Linked DNA regions of Columba livia: region 1 is linked to region 2. Evidence: chromatin contacts called from public Hi-C data. All regions are on one chromosome and are shown on one strand. Each heading gives the region's core, a stretch centred on a gene start, on an enhancer-like site or on the middle of the called end of the contact. The rest is flanking DNA. Distances are from core to core; before and after follow the strand shown.

Region 1 (3,505 bases), core at 135-2,634, 200 kb before region 2:
GAGCTCTCTGGAGCCCAGAGGAGATGAGCCCCCAGGCAGATACTGCTGTATGCATGAAGGTGATCTGGGCTCCAGTCATTGTTCTGGGAGAGATTTCTGGCAGATGGCCTCTTGAACAGAGTAATGTTACTCCAAGGTGAAGAAGCCCAAAGGGGTCTGTACAAACACACATTGCCAGTTCCAGCTGCAGAACGACTCCCTGTCTCTGCCCTGCCACGCCAAGCTGCCCCAGGTCTCTGGCAGTGGCAGCACATGGTGATGCTCAGTGGAAGGCTCCTCCAGCATCCACCCGGCCCACCAAATGTATGCTCCTCGTTAACCCTTCATGACTTTTGGGCGTGATGGAAGTATGCATGTGCTTCTTGGTTGTTGGGCTAAGACGATACTACCCAAATAACAGGTTTCACAAGGCATTACACGTGATGCAGATGGAAAATCTGAGTCTGAAATTTGGTGTATCCTGGAAACTTATATTTTGCACTGGAAGAATAGTTTGTAGAAAGTATAGGAAGCATGAATACAGACACTAAGTTATTATGCCATCTATGATTCTCCCACAGTAGTCTGCACCAGCCTGCAAAATGAGACTTGCCCACCCTGCTCACATAGTCATAGTATAATAATCAGTATTTTCATACAGAGTGCGGCTTGGGGACATGTGAATTTATTCACCTGTACTTGAGAAATGTCTACTAGGAAAACTCCCTGTGGTGCATTTACCCTGGCCTGACTGTTGACTGATAAGGTATAGCAAGGATTTCAAGTCTCTACAAGGTCATGTTGCCCCTTATCTTAACAACTGTGAAACGTTAGAGGATGGGGAAGGTGGCTGGTGCTGAAAGGCAAGTATCAGGTCCTAGCAGATGGCCTCAGGTGTGGCTTCTGGACTCACTGCCAGTCATGCTGTCTGTAAAGCACTAGGCAGATCATGCTGCCTGGTCACACCAGTCAGTTCTAGTCTCCTGCAGAAAGCAGGGGGGAAAGCGCTGTTGAAGCCATGGCTGTGATCTAGTGCAATGCTTGAAATACAAGGCGTTGATTAATGCACTTGGCTGCCTTTTCCACTTTTTGAAGGATGCAAGCATTCATCCACCAAGTGGTTGTTCTTATGGATCTATGCCAAAGAATAAGGCAAGTCTACCTAACAATAGATCTGGAAGAGCATCATCTTCAATGCAGCATGAAGAGCAGCAGAAACTACAGGTGTAAGTACTATGGCAAGCAGTGTATTTTTTCAACAAATGCTAAACAAATATTGCCAGTATTTGACATTTATTAGGACTACAGAATCAGGAAAAATCCATAGAGATATGTCCAAGGCAGCAAGCAGCAAGTGCAGTGCAAGCTAAACATCCCGGTGCTTCTGTAGGTGTGAGATGCCGACGGTTATGCAGTGAGGGTGAGCTCCACCTGAGCCCCGATGTGCCGTAGGGCACCGCAGTGAATGGCACCGATGTGAACCGAGTGCTCACCCTGCCAGGAGATCAGACCACAGGGACATGTGCTCTTAGTGAGTGATCTGTGTTCTTAGAACAGCTACTGCAGGACTCTGAATCACGCTGGGCAGGAAGGGTTGTCAACCAGCCCTCAGATTCAGCAATCAGCATTGTGTTCCTTGCCAGCTCTGAGCTGGGAGGAGGGGATTTCAGAGAAATTCTGTTACTTCTGGTATAGGGCATACTGCCAAAGAGATAAGAGTACTGCATGTTCTCGACTGAGACCAACCCTGGTTTTAAAAAGCAGAATGGGTGGTGTTTTATTTGTTTTTGTATGTTGCAGCAAAGGTTTTTGTTGGTGGTTTTTTTTTTTGTTTTTGTTTCTTTTTTTTTTTTTTCTGGTTTCATATGACCATTTTTGTTGATTCAGTTTTTATCAGTCCTGGCTCAGGGTTTTTTTTTGTGATTGAGATGGTGATCCCATATAATTATAATAGCAATCTGAATTATAACTCTATTCACTTACCGACAGACAAGGAACCGCATAACAAGCTTTGGGTGTCAAACAGGTTTGTATGGCAACTGCGGTAAATATGTTTTACATTCTGACGAGAGGTTGACATCAAGTCCGGTTAAGAGTCTGCCTTTTTCAGAGATCATGAAGTTCTTCGACTCATCATCTGGTGCAAAAAAGGTCACGAATAGTGACTGAATGATTTTGTAATGAAATAAACTCATGGGAATTTCTTAAAATACCAAATATGGAACAAGCATTGACAACTGCATGGGGTTACCACCAGGAATTTGCAGAGACACTCAAGCCCTTGCAGGCAAGTAACACAGAGAAGGAAAGTAGTGTTTTCACGTGCTTTCCATTGAATGAGAAGTTGACGTAAATCATGGTTGTTTATGTGTGGCTTAAATAAATGATGTGTTTGTGGCTAGACTATCTGGGAGGGCTATAAAGAACAATGAGGAAAACCACTTTTAGCTTCATAGAGTAACTGAAGGATAAGCTGAATCAAAATCTGGTTTTGACAAGGCTTTCTGTGCTATTACTTAGTACAAAAGCAAGGCTGCTTTTGGAGACATAGGTACCTAGAGGGCTTATAACATAGGACGCAGTGTTCCACTCGAGGGACAGTACATGTTCGCACAAGCAGCATGAGCCAGGAGCCGGATGAGTAATGCTGAACGCTGCAACTAACTTGTGGGTGTTCTGCTAGGAAGTTCCCTGGTTGGGTACATGGGTTGCTGCTGCCTTTCACCTGGCTTTTCATCAACATGTGGAAAACTAAGCTGATTTGAGGAAAATATGTCTGTCTAAAAGCATCTGTGGCCGTTGCTGCTTCCAGCCTCTCCTCCTCTTCTCTCTCATCCTGGGTGTCAGCCTGAGTTCTCCACGTGCTCCTTTGTTTGCTTAGTTTGATTTACACCCACTTGACAACACACGGTCTTCATTTTCCTCTGATGCATTTCATTCCAAATAGGCCAAGTGTCAGCCACTGTGACAAAAGCCCATGCCCCTGCAAGCTAGCTTTTTGGGTGTTTTCTGTCAATTAGCCACAGATCTTTTCCCTCTCCTCATTATGCTTGCCTTGGCCTGGGCTTTATTTTTCTAGAGTGTGATTTATGACATTTAACACTGAGCTCCCTCATGACCATTGACTTTTCAAGGTTCCTGCTGAAGGGATGGAGTTTGCCCAGCAATAGAAGTGCAGCCTGAAACCTCCTTCCTCCAGTTGGAATGTGTTGCTTTTGATGGGTTTTTCCTCGTGTCCTGTAGCTGGTTTGGACACACAGGTCTCTGCAGCCTCGTTGAGTCAACAGAGCTCTGTGCAGGAGTAAAGGTTTATCCGAAACCTTGCAGACTTGGGATCTGGATTAGATGCCCAAATCATTAAGTTGAGTAGATGAACCTTTGTGGGTTACTCATACTAATGTTGTATTTGATATATGCAGAAGGGGTCTGCAGTACTTCCTACCACTAAAGCTGGACAGAACTTCCTGCTGTACAGCACTTTTCTCATTTGTTTGTTAGCATTAAACTTTTCTGGTTTGGACTAAAT
Region 2 (3,853 bases), core at 480-2,979:
AACTCCAAAGATTCTACTGTTAGACTGCAGAGATTATTTCTGTCAAATTTCAGCTCTTTGGTCCTATATATTCCAGTGTTAATTTTTTACTGTAGGGACTGTAAGAAAGAGATTTTTTTTGTTTTTATTAAACAGAAATATATTTACCTCTGTTGTCTTTATGACTGAATATATTTTAGGCAAACAATCTAGAAAAAAAATCCCAGATAAAGAAGATGAGAGAAACACTATGTCTTGAAACACCAAAGAGGTGAGAATTTTATGAAAATAATTCAGAACTGAAGCTGCACCATCACCATATTTGTGGTGGGTTAACCCTCACCACAGCAGGATGGGGAACAGGAAGAACAAAAGCAAGAAAACTTATTGGTCAAGATAAAGACAGTTTAATAAGCCAAGAAAAGGGAAGAAGGTGGTGAAAACAAAACAAAACAAAACAAACAACATGACAAGAGATGCAAAGGCAATTACTCCCTGCCAGAGGCAGACCAATGCCCAGCCAGCCACCAGAATAATCCCTCCCCTCCATTGCTCAGCATGATGGTATATGATATGGAATGGCCCTTTGGTCAGCAGGGACCATCTCTCCTGGTTGTGTTCTCCTCACAGCTTCTTGTGCACCCCAGCCCTCTCATGGAATCACAGAATGGTTATGGCTGGAAGGGACCTCTGGAGATCATCCTTGATGCTGTGCAAGCACTGTTCAGCCATAGCAAAACTGTCGGTGTGTTATCAGCCTTGTTCTGACCACAAATCCAAAGTATGGCATCCTATGGGCTGCTGTGAAGAAAATTAACTCCATCCCGGCCAGACCCAGCACAATAGTGGAAAGGTCAGTTTTGCGGTCAAAGTGCCATGTAGCCAACACTGCCACGGTGACCCAGTGCCAACCAGGGGCTGCTGCAGTGCCAGCCATGAGGCCCGAGGGCTGGGAGACTCCTTCTGCCACACTCTCCAACTTCCTCCAACTACTGCACTTCCTGACTTGTTTTCCACCACTGTAGAGTCTGTCATCACGATTAATGAGAACTGAACAGTCACTCCATCAAAACCGGTAAGCCAAGAAAGCAGGTTTGAGCAATACAGAAGTTCCTATCTGTAGGGAGGAGCTAACTGCTATATCTACCCTGAGCATTACACTTCTAGGGCAACTACATTCCAGACTCCAGCATGACAATGAAAGTTATAAAGATCAGCTGAAGTTTTCACAAATACCAATATTAACCTATTTAGGTATCGTTCATGACTTCCTCCACTATCAGTGGCAAGAAAATGATTTTTCAGAGGGAAATTCATAGCAGGAGTTATAGAGCAAGATGTTAATCACCCTCTACTAAGAGTAGCCTCTCCCTCCTAGTAATATCAGGAGCCTATGAAGAGTAACCTGAGCAAACTAATTAGTTGTAGGAATACTCATTCTTTTTTCTCCCATTCCTTCCTTAGAACATGACACAGAAGTTGTTCCTGCCCTGTATTTACCAACAGCAAAAATACTGATGTAGTGAATGAGAAAAGTTTTTTTGTTTTGTTTTGGTGTGGGTTTTTTTGTTTGTGGGTTTTTTTTCTGTATTTAATTTAAAAGAAAAATAGGAAATTCAAAACCAGAAACTAAAAAATGAATAAAAGTATCAAAAATATGTAAAAACCCCCTCATATAAATATCTATATACTACATGCTTCAGGAATACTTCCCAAAATAAAAGTACTTACCAAGAAACAAACCAAAATGTTTTGAAAAGCTGAAGCTGAAGTTCTCATATCTCCTTAAACTGTAACTGAAGGCATACTGCCTTGTGTTATGCCATCAGGAACAGAACTGGCACATTTCATTTCCTGCTTTATAAAAGGTCACTACAGCAAATTAGCAGGAAGGAAGTTCAGTTCAGATAAATATGAAACCAGAAATAAACCATGGCAAGAGGGAGCCAGCAGGCAAACAAAGAATTGAGTGTGTACATAGATTTATTAGTCTCTTAAGGAAACTCCCTACCTTAAAAAAACCAAACAGAACTAACAAAGTTCTCTAAGGTAATTAAGGGTTGTTTGTGTGGGTTTTATTTTAAGCCTTCCTTAATGAAACATTGCAAAATATTGCAATGACCTATACATACATCATACAAATACATTTTAAAATGTTAAAGTAATTATTTCACTAAGTTACACATTTTCAAGTGAACTTGAAGGTCATCCACTATTACCACAGAGCAAGCAAGAAACAAAAACCAGACCCTTACGTTACACTCTGGTTGTGAATCATAAAAAAGATAATAATAATAATAATAATAATAATAATAATAATAATAATAATAGTAGTAGTAGTAGTAGTAGTAGTAATAATACCTCCAGGAAAAAAAGAACTGCAAGCACTTGAAAGAGGTGATTTATCTTCCTCACTGTCTGAATTTCATTCCATTCATTTGCTATAAAATATGTCCTCCATATGCTCACAGGTGCCACGGCACTTTTAATAACACCTTCACCTTAAAAGAATGCATACAAAAAGCTCTGAAAGTTAATACTTGACAGTATTAATTTAATCAAATCTGTTTACACACACAAGCATAGTTTGAGTTACCTTCGACCGCTTTAAGAACTTTGCCCTTAGGTCTTTCCCAATCAATGAAGAAAATATCTATAGTAAGTTGTGAAACCAGCAATTGTAAGAATTGTAGAGCCTAAGAAAGAAAAAGGAGAAATGTAAACAGTAAGGATAGCAACAACAAACAGCCAAGGATGAAGAAACAGTAATTGCATGTCATTCATTAAACATAACTGATACACTTGACTATACCTGAGACTGCAACTTTATTACCAACTTTTGCTAATTTTTTTTTTAACTTAAAAGCTTGGAGTAATGGTAAATCACGTGAGGATGTGCAAAATAATAAAGAAAATATATAAAAGTAACACATTTATAAAAAAATGACTAAGTAGTTTCCCATGACATATTAACCCGTATTCTGAATTCCAATTCAATAAAATACCCAAAATTAGTAAAATACTTGTATGTCCCATGAAGACAGAATATTGGTATTTGAATTCTAGAAGTATGCTTGAACATGATTATTTTGATGTCTTCTTTTTAATCAGGAACTGACAGCCCTTACACTCCGCTTTAAAAGAAAGCACTTGCTTTCTTGATATAGTGTTATTTTATTTGGATTTCTTTGAACCTTAATCCTTGAAAGAATAATTTTCCATAGATCATCTTTCTTAGACATTTATTTCCCTATAGAGTCACCACAAAATAAATGTCTATGGAAAACTGATTTAATTCTTAGAATAATTATTTATATCTATACACTAATAAAATGAACTATACAAAATGTTTAAAAACAAGCCTACTGAAAATATGCAGAAGTGTACGTTGAAATGTCTTTCATGCCAGAAGAAAAAATATTTACCTTTAGACTGAAGGCACACGCTATGTATGTAACAAAATATTCTTCTTGAGATGGAAGTGGTAAAAGGACAGAGACAAACTGCTGAGCCTGTAATTGAGAAATTACATTGAAACAATGTGGCTGGCATATGTAACAACATTATAAGTGCATAAACATGAATCACATTTTGCAGAAAAATATCAATATTTAATGTGGAATCACTTTGAATTTTTAAAATATTTTAAGTGACTATTAAGCAGACTGCAAGCACAATGAATCCTAAGGAAAAGAAACAGGTGAACACAAAAATTTAAGCACACAAAACAAAACAAGATATAGAACTTGCCTCAATAGTCTGACCAGAAAGGCAAAAATAAAAATAAAAAAAGGAAAAAAGAAAATGAATTTTTGTGTAAATACAGATGCAATATTAACAGGTTTTCATAACTGGAAAAACACTTACTTTGAAG

The links. A called contact is a pair of places that touch in the nucleus more often than the background predicts.
Region 1: a contact with region 2 is called in a Hi-C map of liver, with 2.6 times the contacts expected there. The contact joins two enhancer-like sites. A contact is called at or near these places in 2 of 2 Hi-C or Micro-C datasets (crop and liver).

What each region holds. Positions count from the first base shown.
Region 1 is chr2:137,493,865-137,497,369 of bColLiv1.pat.W.v2, reverse strand. No RefSeq gene overlaps it. Among named protein-coding and RNA genes, the nearest start is that of GEM, 23 kb to the right of the region's middle. Within about 2 kb of position 1,384, at least 1 of the 3 cell types and tissues checked has an H3K27ac peak away from gene starts, as active enhancers do.
Region 2 is chr2:137,296,282-137,300,134 of bColLiv1.pat.W.v2, reverse strand. It overlaps TMEM67 (transmembrane protein 67), which reads right to left. Exons shown (of 27, transcript XM_065053971.1): 16 at 3,847-3,853; 17 at 3,405-3,491; 18 at 2,576-2,675; 19 at 2,341-2,480. Among named protein-coding and RNA genes, the nearest start is that of TMEM67, 24 kb to the right of the region's middle. Within about 2 kb of position 1,729, at least 2 of the 3 cell types and tissues checked have an H3K27ac peak away from gene starts, as active enhancers do.